Linked DNA regions of Mus musculus: all the other regions are linked to region 1. A link is a contact called in public HiChIP or PLAC-seq and promoter capture Hi-C data. All regions are on one chromosome and are shown on one strand. The core of a region is the stretch at or near the end of the contact, and the rest is flanking DNA. Distances in the headings are between cores, read along the strand shown. Region 1 holds the start of Zfp7 (zinc finger protein 7). Region 2 has its middle 8.4 kb from the start of Gm41353. Region 3 holds the start of Rbfox2 (RNA binding protein, fox-1 homolog (C. elegans) 2). Region 4 holds the start of Fbxl6 (F-box and leucine-rich repeat protein 6).

Region 1 (2,932 bases), core at 109-2,608:
GGGCAAAGGCTGATATTTGAATATCAGCTCCTGAGCCTTCTTGTCTGTGTTGTGTGGGAGTAAGGGCTGGAGCCATGATGTACAGCTGCGGCAGGTGTGTGTGTGTGTGTGTTGTGTGTGTGTGTGTATAAAACACACCTTTAGTCTCTGAGTTCGAAGCCAGCCTAATCTACAGAATGAGTTCCAGGACAGTTAATGCTACTCAGAGAAATCCTGTCTCGATAAACCAAAAAATAAATGAATGAATGAATGAATAAATAAATAAATGGCTGCCATAGGCCACACATTCAACTGAACAACGAGGGAGACTTCATGGGACATCTAGTAGAAAGGACAACTAAGATCACATCAACAACAGTGCTGAAGTACGGGGGGACTAGTAAAGTGTTTAAATGAGAAACGCTGGTAAAGTTTAAAGGATGCCTTCCCCCAGGGACCTAGGCCAAGCTGGTGGCTGAGGTAGGAAACGCACTTCAGGATCTGAAAATGGGACCAAGTGAGCCAGTGTGTGAGCCAAAGGAGAGAAGATAAGGAAGAGTTAACTGGAGGCAGTAGCAGTCAGGTCCAGGAAAAAGAAAAAAAGGCCTTCAGAAGGAAAACAATCCCTGTTCACCTGTACCTAAATTCCAGAACGAGCTACAGCTGCCCTAAGTCACAAGGATGACGACAAAAAAGGATTCGAGAAGTCCCCTTCTGCTAAACCAAAGCCCTTGGGCCCCTCCTTGCACACACAAACACCCACCTTCAGGTCAAAATGGGAGAGAGGAAGCTACTTTCCCAGGTAGCTTTTGGCCCAGGTATCTGGCCACTGGCTAGACTGGCCAATTAGCAGTGAACACTAGAAAAGAATTCTCCTCTCAGACCCCAGCATTTGGACTACCAATGGGAAATCGCGGTCTCAGATACAGAAGAGCAAATCCTGAGATGCCTTCTGAGTCCGCAGGCGTGACCGACTCCAGGTCATTCAGGTGCAGAAATGAGAGAAGAGATAGTCCCAGAAAGTGATTACTCACGAGGAATGAGGGAGGTTGCACCCAGCCCCAGGCCTGGAGGGAAGCAGCCTTGCTCAGGTTCAACACTGGAGCCCGGGAGCAGGCTAGAAGAGCTGGGATGCTCGGCTATTCTACTCCGCTGGGATCACGTCTTCGGCCAGGCATTCACAACAGCACCGAGCCGCCCACGCCTTCCATCCTTTTGGGGAGTAAAAGCCAAGTGTCCCTTGCCCTAAAAACAAGGAAAGCGACTGCGCCTACTCACCTGCCCCGGCGCGTGGTGGATCCCAACAAGAGAGCCACCGGAAAGGGCTTTGCAAGCTTATCCCACTGTGCCCCACCCGGGCGACTTCCGCTCGCTGGCCAGCGCGCCCCGTTTGTTCTCTAACTCCGCCCCCCGCCAGGTTACAGGGGTGGGGGCGGGGCCAGAAGTTGTCACGGCCCATAAAGGGCTGGGCTAGAGACTGAGAGGCAGGGCCGGGAAGTGTGGCTGAAGGTCACCGAAGGCCAGGCACGACCAGGAGGCGGGGCCAGAGGATGCATTTCTGATGAGAAAGAGCCTACCCAACCACAGTCTCACTACCAACCCCAAAAAGCTTTACCAAAGGCTTTCCCTTACCAAAAATCCCTTTGGGTCCCTGAACCTTAATGATAAGAGTCTTGAGGAGAAGCCGGGTGTGGTGGCGCACACCTTTAATCCCAGCACTCAGGAGGCAGAGGCAGGTGGATTTATGGGTTCGAGGCCAGCCTGGTCTACAAAGTGAGTTCCAGGACAGCCAGGGCTACACAGAGAAACCCTGTCTCAAGAAACCAAAAAAAAAAAAAAAAAAAAAGCTGGGCGGTGGTGGCGTACGCCTTTAATCCCAGCACCTGGGAGGCAGAGGCAGGAGGATTTCTGAGTTTGAGGCCAGCCTGGTCTACAAAGTGAATTCCAGGACAGCCAGGGCTACACAGAGAAACCCTGTCTCGAAAAAACAAACAAACAAACAAAAAAAAGAGTCTTGAGGAGAAAGTACATCTTAACTTCTCAAGAATGCCAGCTACTAGCCGGGCAGTGGTGGCACATGCCTTTGATCCCAGCACTTGGGAGGGAGAGGCAAGCGGATTTCTGAGTTCGAGGCCAGCCTGGTCTACAGAGTGAGTTCCAGGACAGCCAGGGCTACACAGAGAAACCCTGTCTCGAAGAAAAAAAAAAAAAAAAAAGAATGCCAGCTACTGAATAAACCTGATTTTTTTCCTGTCAATTCTCCTTGCCCTAACATGTTCTTCAACTGTCAGAGAGCCTAGGCCTTTAGATTCTAGTAACAAGGAAACACTAGCATAGAGAGAGGGAGGTTGGCAGAACTAAGTGAAGGATGGAGTCACTGGTGATAAAGAAAATGTTTCAAGGAGGATAGAGGGCCTATTGTATCTGCACTACTGAGCGGGTGTGAGGGGAGAGGATATAGTCCTTGGAAAGTGGCAAAGAGGGAGCTATGAGAAAGGAGAGAGTGTGTATGCACATTCACATGCGTGTGTGTGTGTGTGTCTGTGCCTTGAGTGTGTGTATGTTTGTGGTTTGTGCATGTATGTGTAAATGTCTATGCTGTGTATGTGCTATTTGTGTGTGTGTGTGTGTGTGTGTGTGGTATATGTGTATGTGTCTGTGCCGTGTATGTGTGTATGTGTGTGGTATATGTGTATATGTGTGTGCCATGTGTGTATGTGTGTATAATATATGTGTATATGTGTGTGCCATGTATGTGTGTGTGTCTGTGTATGTGTGTATGTGGTGTATGTGTATATGTGTGTGCCGTATGTGTCTGTGTATATGTGTGCTGCCCCTTGATTTAAGTTTTTTTAATCTCCCATCTGAAGGCTTTTGGAGTCACATGATCATTATACTATGTCCAAAGTGAATGAAAAAAAAAAAAGGAAATAAAAAGAAAGGGACCTGTCTG
Region 2 (2,932 bases), core at 223-2,722, 490 kb before region 1:
GACCCCTGCACTGGCTCACTGAGCCTATGCTGCCTTTGACTGGCTCCCCTGGGCACATGAGTTCCTGTGGGGTGTCGGGCAGCAAGTCCTTCCTGTTCTTCCTGTACAGTCGCTGCCCCTCCACCCAGGCATTTCTTTCAGATTCTGTCACCTCAGGCCCCGCTGGGACAGAGGGTGGTGTTCACGCACGTCTGGCTGGAGTGAACACAGGTGCGTTCTTTACCTGTCGCTAAGCAGAGGATTGACTTTGCTTGGAGGGCCTGTGCTCAGGTGTGGGCAAAGGTCAGCTGTAGCGGGACCAAGATAGACAGACCACAAGCATCCTTGTCCAAGCTCCCTTCATAGTCCTTCTCCGGTCCTGATCCCTGATCCCTGCTATCTGATTCCTGACCCTTAAGTGGACCTGCCCTCATCCTATTCAGCGGGGTTCCTGCTTATTCATTTATTCTTTGCCCAGGCAAGAACAGAAGTGGCAGAAGTCCCTAGGAACCAACTCCCTCAAGGCATTTTCTCCTCTTCCCAACCCCCACCCCCTTCGTTTCTTCTTTGCCTGCTTCTTCCTCTTGCCGTTTTTCTTCCTCGTTCTTGCTCCATCTCATTTTCTCCCCATTCCCTTTCCAATTCATACAAAGTCTGTGTGGCTTTTGGAGTCACGGGGAGATGGCCTGCCTTTGGTTGCCAGCTGCAGGGCCCGTTCTCAGCAGTCAGAGCCACGGCTGCCGGAGCAAACACTGTCAGCTGAGGCCAGCCACAACCACAGTATGCCCTTCCCTTGTTGATCAACCTTGGATGCCGCTCACGCACGTCGTGTCCACACGGGGGCGCTCCAACAGTGCTTCTCTGGCGTCTCTGGCCTTTCTAGTCTGCATTTTTTTTCCTCCTGGTTAGTGGGAGGAGCACTGGTTTCCTTTCCAGTCTTAGTCGTCTGGCTGCACGAAAAGAGCCTAGGCCCATATGTTCCTTGAGTAGTATTTCCTCTAGCAAAGGCTACACATCCAAAGAGCCCTTAGATTTTTTTTTTGTTCAGATTTGGGTGGAATTCAACAAATTCCCTCAGATATCCCTCCCTATTGAAAAAATTTTTAATTTCTTCTTTTTTTTGTTTTTTGTTTGTTTGGTTGGTTGGTTGGTTGGTTTGGTTTGGTTTGGTTTGAGACAGGGTTTCTGTCTAACACCCCTGGCTGTCCTGGAACGCACTATGTAGACCAGGCTGGCCTCGAACCCACAGAGCTCTGCCTGCCTCTGCTTCTGCCTCTGCCTCCTGAGTGCAGGATTGTAGGCATGCATCATCATGCCTGGCTTTTCTACTTAATTTCATTTTATATGCATGGGTGTTTTGCCTAGATATATATCTGTGCACCACACACTTGCCTAGTGCCAATGGCACTTCTGCCTCCAAAGGTCCACCCAGGTGACTTGCCTCTGCCAGCTAGGCCCCACCCCCCGGAAAGGTTCTGCTTACCAAGCTTGGAAATCACAGTTTTGAGCTGGAATAAAATGAACTAGAGGCCGGGCGGTGGTGGCGCACGCCTTTGATCCCAGCACTTGGGAGGCTGAGGGAGGCAGAGGCAGGGGAATTTCTGAGTTCGAGGCCAGCCTGGTCTCGAGTTGAGTTCCAGGACAGCCAGCGCCACACAGAAAAGCCCTGTCTCAAAAAAAAAACAAAAAAACAAAAACAAAAACAAAAACAAAAACAAAAAAAGAGCTAGAAAGCAAGCTTGTAGTATTAACAGAACGTCCACACGAGGGCGCCCACACACTTTTTAAAAGATGCTTTGGATGAAGCCGGTCCCCAGAGGGACCAGGAATCTGCGCGGCAGGGCTGAGCCTCCCTCCGGGCCTTCGCTCCACAGCCTTCTCCCTCTGAGGATTTCCTTGTTGGTTTTCTTGTTTGCTAGGGAGAGATTCGGTTACCCGTAAGGGGTCTTAGAGCCATGGCCCATGGCTAGGAGACGCAGTAGACGTATTAGAAAGATGAGTTGAGCAGGCAGGCATAAACCTGAGCCTTTCGGAGGGCTTCCTCCTCATTCCAGTGTACTAGTTGAGAAATCCGACATTGCTCCCTCTGGTACTGACTTTGTCACGTCCTCCCACAGGACGGGAACTGCCCGCCTCTGGGCCAGCTGGGTGGCTGCATTCACTGTCCAGGCAAGGCGTCTGAGCTCTGGAGCTGTGGCCTCCTCCTAACGCTCTCACACATCAGTCAAAGCCTTCCTCTTCTGTGTCAAGGACTTCAAGCTTCTTGGCTCGTTCTTCCCAATTCCTCCCGGCTTCCACCCCACCCCCACCCCTAGATGCCTGGTTCAGTTTTCCATTAGCATCTGGCAGAAGGCGGGTGGAGGAGGAGCTGGCCGAATGTTTAAACTGGTTACCACATGGCTTCTTGGAGCCAACGATACTGCTACCGGGAGACACAGGGAGAGCCTCCCCAAGCTCCAAGGCCAGTGTCTGCGGCAGGATCAAACACCAAAGGGTTTCTGCACTGGGCTGGAGACAGGAATTCACTAAACTGTCTTCAGTCTTTCTCTCTCTCTCTCTCTCTCTCTCTCTCTCTCTCTCTCTCTCTCCCTCCCTCCCTCTCTCTCTCTCTCTCTCCCCCCCACCATTCCCCATGCCCATGCCCATCTCTATTTTAAGACGGACTAAATTGCCCAAGCTGGTCTTGAACTCATTCTGTAGCCCAGACTAGTCTTGAGTTCATAATCCTCCTGCTTCAACCTCCACAGTAGTGGGATTACAGACAGTCCCAGATGAAGTTTCCTAACACTGGTCAATCTGAGCTCACTTCATCCTCTGTGCCTGTTGATTGCCACAAGAAGCCCAAGACACAGGAGGGGTGCAGGGCAGAATTTGGGGAGCACAGCTGTATTCAGAGCCTCCTTGCCTGCATTGGAGTAACTTGTGTGCTGAGAAGACATGCACACACAAACAC
Region 3 (2,932 bases), core at 131-2,630, 430 kb before region 1:
CAGGAGTGGTCAAGCCTCCCTGGGACTCGTCTGGCTCTGAAGCAGAGATCTTCATCCCTCTGTCCATTTTTAGGTGCTTAACTCAAGTTCAAAGGTCAAGTCACAGACTGGTTGCAAGTAACCTTAGACATCACCTGACCTGGGGTTTCTCAATCTCTGAACTATTGGCATTCTGGTTTGGACAAGTCTCTCTTGCAGGGATTGTTCTCTGCACTGTAGAGTTCTGAATAACATTCAAAGCTTCTATTCAGTAAATGCCAGTATAGTCTCCATTTGTGAAGAACAAAATTTACCATATGACAAATACGGAAGTGGGAGATGCTGAAAGGGTCTGAAACTTTTTCTTGGCTGGGAACCACTGATCCAAAGGATTATTTCAGATACTGCAGTTGGGATCCAAAGAGAAAAACTCACTTGTTTAAAGTAGCAAGCAAGGGTAAGGCTAGAAGCTAGGTTATTGCACAATATCCCTTTCCATGTCACAGTATGGAACCCTGAGAGGCAGAAGCAGTTTCTATTTACAATCAGGTGGAGAAAACCTACCGGACAGACCTAACTGCACAAAGCTGATAAGCTAGGAAGGGCTATTCAGGCAGCAAGGAGTAAAACCAAGAGATTGCCATCTTGACTGGCCACATATTTCTGCTTCAGGACTTGAACAAATTCAGGTCCATCCATTGGATTAAAACCATGTTTTCTACTGTCAGGCTCAAAATGGTTCCGTAAATGCCCTATGTAAACGTAAAGCTCTTAAAAAAACACCAGGCGTTATTTATTACTATTATTAGAGACAGTTTTTCTGTGTAGGGCTATCCTGGAACTCACTATGCAGATAGACCAGGTTGGCTTCGAACTCAGAGATACTCCTGTCTTTGCTTCCTACTTCCTAGGACTAAAGGTGTGCACCACCGCCATGCCTGGCAACATCAGAAATATTGACATCATTAGAGATGCAATTATTCGCTTCATAGCACCATTTCTCAGAAAAGTTTATATGGGAGCCATCACTCCTGGACTTCCCAGGTCTTGGGCTGGAGAGGAAGGAGGCAAAGGGACCTTCCTCTCGCAGAGCGCCCCTCTGCTTCCCTAAATCCCAGGAAGCCAGATGAGAGAGATCAGGTCATCACTTCTCACTAGTGCAACTAGTCCAAGTTGCTCCCCCGAACTCCTGCCCTTCAAGCTCCGCCCCCCGGCCACCGCCTTAAAAGAGGCGGCCCCTTCTCTCTCCATGCTTCCCAGAGCATCCCCGAGCTTCCCGAGCTTTTCCGAGTCCTTCCCGGCCTCCCGCGGGCGGCCCGCGCGGAGGCGACGGAGATTGCCGAGGGGCGTAGCCACGCCCCCTCACTACAGCCTCCTCTCGCGCGGGCGGCCCGAGTCCCACACATCCAGGTTCCTCCCTCCTTCTCTCCTTTCTCTCTCCCCGCCTTCCCGGCGCTGCCACAGTGGCGGGACGGAGGATCCCGACCAGTCAGCTCGCTGCGGCCTCGCGCTCCTCCTCCTCCCAAATAAACAGCCCTCCCCAAGCTGGGAGCCCAGGCCGTCCCCTTCCCCGCACGGCTGGCGAGTGGTGAGGGAGCGCGGGACTGAAGGACCAAGGGACCGAGGGATCGGCGCACGCGCGTGCGAGTGAGAGAGCGAGCGAGCGGCCGGCGCGAAGCCGGAGCAGAAGCCGGAGCCGGGGCCGAAGCCGAAGCCGGAGCCATAACCTGAGTCGGAGCGGTAGTGAAGCCGAAGCCGAAGCCGGGCTCCGGACCGACGCGCACGCACACACGCACGCGGGGGGCGGGGCCGGCGCGCGCCCGCCTGTCGCGACTGTCGGCACCGAGGCCCAGGGGGAGGTGGCCTGTCGCGGGTCGCCCGGCTCCCGGTGGCGAAGGGGGCGCGGGCGGATGGCGGAAGGCGGCCAGGCGCAGCAGCAGCCGCCTCAGCTCGGGCCCGGCGCTGCCGCCCGGGGCATGAAGCGGGAGTCGGAGGTGGAGTTGCCGGTGCCCGGAGCGGGGGCAGACGGACCCGAGCCCGGCCTGAGCAAGCGGCCACGCACAGAGGAGGCGGCCGACGGCGGGATGCAGGTGACCGCGCGGGACGGGCGCCCGGTTACGGAGGGCCGCGGCGGGCTCGGGCCTCCGGGCGCCGGGTGGGCCTGGCTGGAGAGTGGGCTTGGGGCCGGGTGCAGGGGCTGGAGGGGCCCCGGAGGCAGCGCGAGGGAGTGGGATTTTTTTTTTTTTCCTTTTGGAGTTGGGATTGAACAGGATCGGGATGCAGTCCATTTCTTAAGCCTGTGCTCAGTTTGTTGAGAAGTTGAGGGTTCTTGGGTCGATTTGTCCAGAGGAGAGCTGTTGGGCCGAGCTGAGAGCGAGGGAAGCTGGTGGTGGGAAAGCTCCGGAGAAGAAGGGCGCCTTTTGGTTTACACTGGGATGAGGAAAGGGGGAACGGCATGTGGAGAACAGACTGAAAAGCCAGCCAACTCCTGGAGAGAGAGCGAGCCCGAAAGGGGATGTGGCTTAGCTTGTGGGTTCAATCAGTTACTCGAGCAGTCTTGAGAAGTCCGCGGAGTTTGGTAGTGTGATGCTCTGTCTCAGTTTTGTGCAGCATGTTATTAAGTCTGGAGAGAGACACCAGGCAGATCCCGCCTGTGCTTTACCCATTGCATCCTACGTTCGTAGGATGCGGAGTAAACTCCTTAGTATCCTGAGGTAGAAAAGAAAATTTATAGGGCTGTTAGGAGACTGGTTTCTGAGTTGTGGCCTCCAGTGTTAGCTTGATTGTTGAGGGTGGGAAATGACAAAGATATTGATACAGGCGGTTAGTACTTAGTTTGAAGAAGGTAATGCATCCTTAAGGGCTTTAGGATTTGCTCTCTGTTTAGAAAATATTGGCTACGAAATGGAGAGGCTCACAGCAGCAACGGGATGCTTTCTAATTCTTTTAGAAT
Region 4 (2,932 bases), core at 244-2,743, 340 kb after region 1:
GGATGGCAGTAGTAACAGGAGGCCTTGGAAGGCAGCTGCTGAAGTGCCCAGAAGGGCAGTCAACACCCAGAAGAACGTGGTGGCAGAAAACCGTTCAGGGAAATTAATGGGAGACACCTCGATCGGAGGCCCAGTGGTCCTGTTGGCAGGCACATGCAGGCACTCAAGGCGGCCCACCCCTTGACCCAGGGCTAGCACACAGGGCAGGAGGGCACTCAGGCCCTGACCCAGGAAGAAAGACCGTAAAAAGGGGGGTGGGAGGTGGCTCAAGAAGGGCAGGAAAGTGACATTAGAAGCACAGCAGGCCAATGCCAGCACAAACGCCAGCGTTAGGAAGGCCACTGAGTACGGCTTTCCTGCCACTGGGGCCACGTGGTTCCACAGAGAGGCCAGTAGGCCTGTGCCCACTATGCCTAGCCCCTGAACCACTCGGATGGGGACTTGCTCGCCCTTGCCGCGAGCCAGACGCCTCCACAGAGTCACCAGCAGCAGACCCAGGTTTCCCAGCGCCACAAGCACAGAGAGGTAGGAAGGGAGGCTCCAACCTGCAGTGGAAGGAGGAGATAGTGTAAAGGCACCAGGCTAAGGAACGAAGAGCAGCAACAGCAGCAGCCTACCTCCGCCCACTTCACTCACCCTCCGGGAGCTCTTTCACCACTACCGGCAGCTCTACCCAGATCCCGTTGACAGCAGCCCAGGAGCCCATGCCGAAAAGGGCCACCAGCAGATGGGTCAGCACCAGTCGGCCCAGCGGAGGTGCTGCCATTAGGTCAAAGGTCAAAGCGGGCCCTCCAGGACAAAGCGAAGGTAACAGTCCGCCCTTTTCCCACGTAGATCCAAAGCTTCTCTAACTATTCTAGAGAAAAAAAGAGTCAAGCTTTTTCACCTGGACGGAGACAAAAAACAAACCAAAACAAACCAAAACAAAACAAACAAACAAACAAAAAAACATGCGAGTGGGCAGAGTCAGGGTCTGAGGTGGCCAGATTGCAAAACCAAGGCACCTGGAGGGAGGCGGCGGATAGATCAGGAGCTGCACCTACCATGGAGCCTGCACCGGGACCCTTCTGTACAAGACTGGCAAGCGGGGGAGCGAGAAGCTGGCTTAAAGCATGGTTCCGGGGAGGAAGATGAGCGAAAGAGCCAGTCCTTGATGCTTGCGGAGGACCAAGTCTTGGCGCGGCTAAACCAGACTGGATGACAGCTAACTTCAGGCAGCCGGCGTGGATCGGCAAGAGGTGTGGCTGGCTGACTTGATTCGATTCTGGGCTCCTCGGCTGAGTGCGGTGCATCAGGGGCGTGGGGCCGGAGCAGCCCGCCCAGCCCCGGGAGCACGCCACTTAGCCCGGAAGGCAGCCAAACCCCAGCCAAAGGGTTGTAGTAAGACGCCGGCTAATGCGCTAGACTGCGGCGGAAGTCCCACCCCCGGAAGCTAAGTGTAGTGTAAAGGAGTGAGCTAAGGGGCCACGCCCCTTCCTCTCTGCCCACCCACCTTCCGCTTTTAGTTCAGCTCCCGGGGGCTATGGCTCCCGTGGCCTCTAGGCGAGTTAGACGTCGAGTTCGAAGCTCCAAGCGGCCCGATGCGCGGGGCCGCTCGGCGGAGGACTGGTGGTGGGACCGCCTGGCACCTCGCGGCTCTGGGTACCACCTGCTGCAAGCGGACAGCATGTTGCTCGTGCTGCCGGACCTGGAGCCTCCCCGCGCTCGTGCGCACCGGCGCGCCCGTCGCCGCGCTCCGAGGTCACTGGCTCGTGGCCCCACGGCTGTCGCCAAGCCCAGGACCAAACCCCGACCGGAGCCGTCGCTCGATCAGGGCCTGGACTCTGGTTGGGGAGACCGTATTCCCTTAGAAGTCCTGGTGCATATTTTCGGGTTGTTGGTTGCGGCTCATGGGCCCATGCCGTTTCTTGGCAGGTACACCAACAGCGCCTGCCGCGGTAGAGACTGGCGCACTGAGCGGGTGCTGCAGAGCAGAGGGCAGAGCAGGCATCACATCGGGCGAACACAAGTGCTCCGGCACCTGTCTTCACTTAGAGCTCAAAGCCTAGCACTGAGAACGGGCGACGGCAGGCTTTAAGACCGCTGCGCTGCTCCTAAAACACTCCATTGTAGGCATTACCCGCAAAAGGCCACGCACTCTCAGCAAACTTTTTCTTCTCCTAGGGCTGCACGCGTTTGCCGTCACTGGCACGAAGCCACCTCCCATCCTTCACTCTGGCATACTGTGACCCTGTCACCCTCGCTGGTTGGCCGGGCTGGCAAGGGCAACCTTAAGGGAGAGAAGAAGCTCCTTGCTTGCCTGGAGTGGCTCGTACCCAATCGGTGAGGGCTCCTTGTCATCTTACTGTCTGTTGTCTTCCCTGCATCCGCGTTGAGTAGGGGAGGATTCTGTCCAGAAGGGGGCAGCGTAAGGACAAGAGCACAACTACAGCCGGGCCTTGCTGTCGCCCAGGTTCTCTCAGCTCCAGAGCTTGACCCTCATCCACTGGAAGTCTCAAGTACACTCTGTGTTGGAGGTAAGAGCTGGAGACTGCCCTGCACACAAGCTGTCACGTTTGAGTGGTCTACTATGGGGAGGGTGCCCTGGTGGTGTACCACAGAGTTGTCTGCCTGCCTGCTCAGTTTCGTCTTGCTGACATCTTAGGAAATTGCTGGAGGAGACAGCAATTTCCATGTAGGCCTGGCGTGGACAGAATGGAGTCATAGCTGGGACTATAGGATAGGCTTGTCATGACTACCAGTGTCCCTGTAGATAGACCTTTACCTGCCCTCCACAACCCTGGATGGTCTCTCTCTCTCTCTCTATCTCTTGCTACAGCTGGTTAGCAAGTTCTGCCCTCGGCTCACCTTCCTCAAGCTTTCAGACTGCCACACTGTGACTGCTGAAACTCTGGTCATGTTAGCGAGAGCCTGCTGCCAGCTCCACAGCCTG

What was found. Promoter capture Hi-C pulls out the DNA fragments that hold promoters and counts their contacts. HiChIP or PLAC-seq counts read pairs in DNA pulled down with a chosen protein or histone mark.
Region 2: a contact with region 1 is called in an H3K4me3 HiChIP or PLAC-seq map of forebrain, with 5 times the contacts expected there. The contact joins the enhancer-like site here to the promoter of Zfp7 in region 1. A contact is called at or near these places in 8 of 39 promoter capture datasets (the 3T3-L1 cell line, 3T3-L1-derived adipocytes, cranial neural crest and 5 more), 1 of 484 Hi-C or Micro-C datasets (the N1E-115 cell line) and 5 of 115 datasets of contacts at active chromatin or transcription factors (embryonic basal ganglia, embryonic forebrain, forebrain and 2 more).
Region 3: a contact with region 1 is called in a FOXA1 HiChIP or PLAC-seq map of pancreatic cancer cells. The contact joins the promoter of Rbfox2 here to the promoter of Zfp7 in region 1. A contact is called at or near these places in 1 of 39 promoter capture datasets (frontonasal cranial neural crest) and 1 of 115 datasets of contacts at active chromatin or transcription factors (pancreatic cancer cells).
Region 4: a contact with region 1 is called in a promoter capture Hi-C map of pre-B cells. The contact joins the promoter of Fbxl6 here to the promoter of Zfp7 in region 1. A contact is called at or near these places in 14 of 39 promoter capture datasets (the C10 cell line, the HPC-7 cell line, cranial neural crest and 10 more), 1 of 15 datasets of contacts at CTCF or cohesin (embryonic stem cells), 5 of 484 Hi-C or Micro-C datasets (CD4 T cells, the G1E-ER4 cell line and embryonic stem cells), 15 of 115 datasets of contacts at active chromatin or transcription factors (the 230-238 cell line, the SCID.adh cell line, bone marrow-derived macrophages and 6 more) and 3 of 9 other capture datasets (adipose tissue, liver and macrophages).

The regions. Positions count from the first base shown.
Region 1 is chr15:76,877,679-76,880,610 of GRCm38.p6, reverse strand. It overlaps Zfp7 (zinc finger protein 7), which reads right to left and starts at 1,358. Exons shown (of 5, transcript NM_145916.3): 1 at 1,258-1,358.
Region 2 is chr15:77,366,236-77,369,167 of GRCm38.p6, reverse strand. No RefSeq gene overlaps it. Among named protein-coding and RNA genes, the nearest start is that of Gm41353, 8.4 kb to the left of the region's middle. Within about 2 kb of position 1,472, at least 195 of the 459 cell types and tissues checked have an H3K27ac peak or open chromatin away from gene starts, as enhancers often do. A contact at or near this core is called in 3T3-L1-derived adipocytes, the N1E-115 cell line, embryonic forebrain and 4 more, where this site is marked.
Region 3 is chr15:77,305,501-77,308,432 of GRCm38.p6, reverse strand. It overlaps Rbfox2 (RNA binding protein, fox-1 homolog (C. elegans) 2), which reads left to right and starts at 1,380. Exons shown (of 14, transcript NM_053104.6): 1 at 1,380-2,069. The coding sequence starts at 1,890.
Region 4 is chr15:76,537,307-76,540,238 of GRCm38.p6, reverse strand. Fbxl6 (F-box and leucine-rich repeat protein 6) reads left to right here and starts at 1,493. Exons shown (of 9, transcript NM_013909.2): 1 at 1,493-1,914; 2 at 2,164-2,322; 3 at 2,453-2,516; 4 at 2,819-2,932. The coding sequence starts at 1,523. It overlaps Slc52a2 (solute carrier protein 52, member 2), which reads right to left and starts at 1,409. Exons shown (of 5, transcript NM_029643.4): 1 at 1,044-1,409; 2 at 637-856; 3 at 1-545. The coding sequence starts at 766.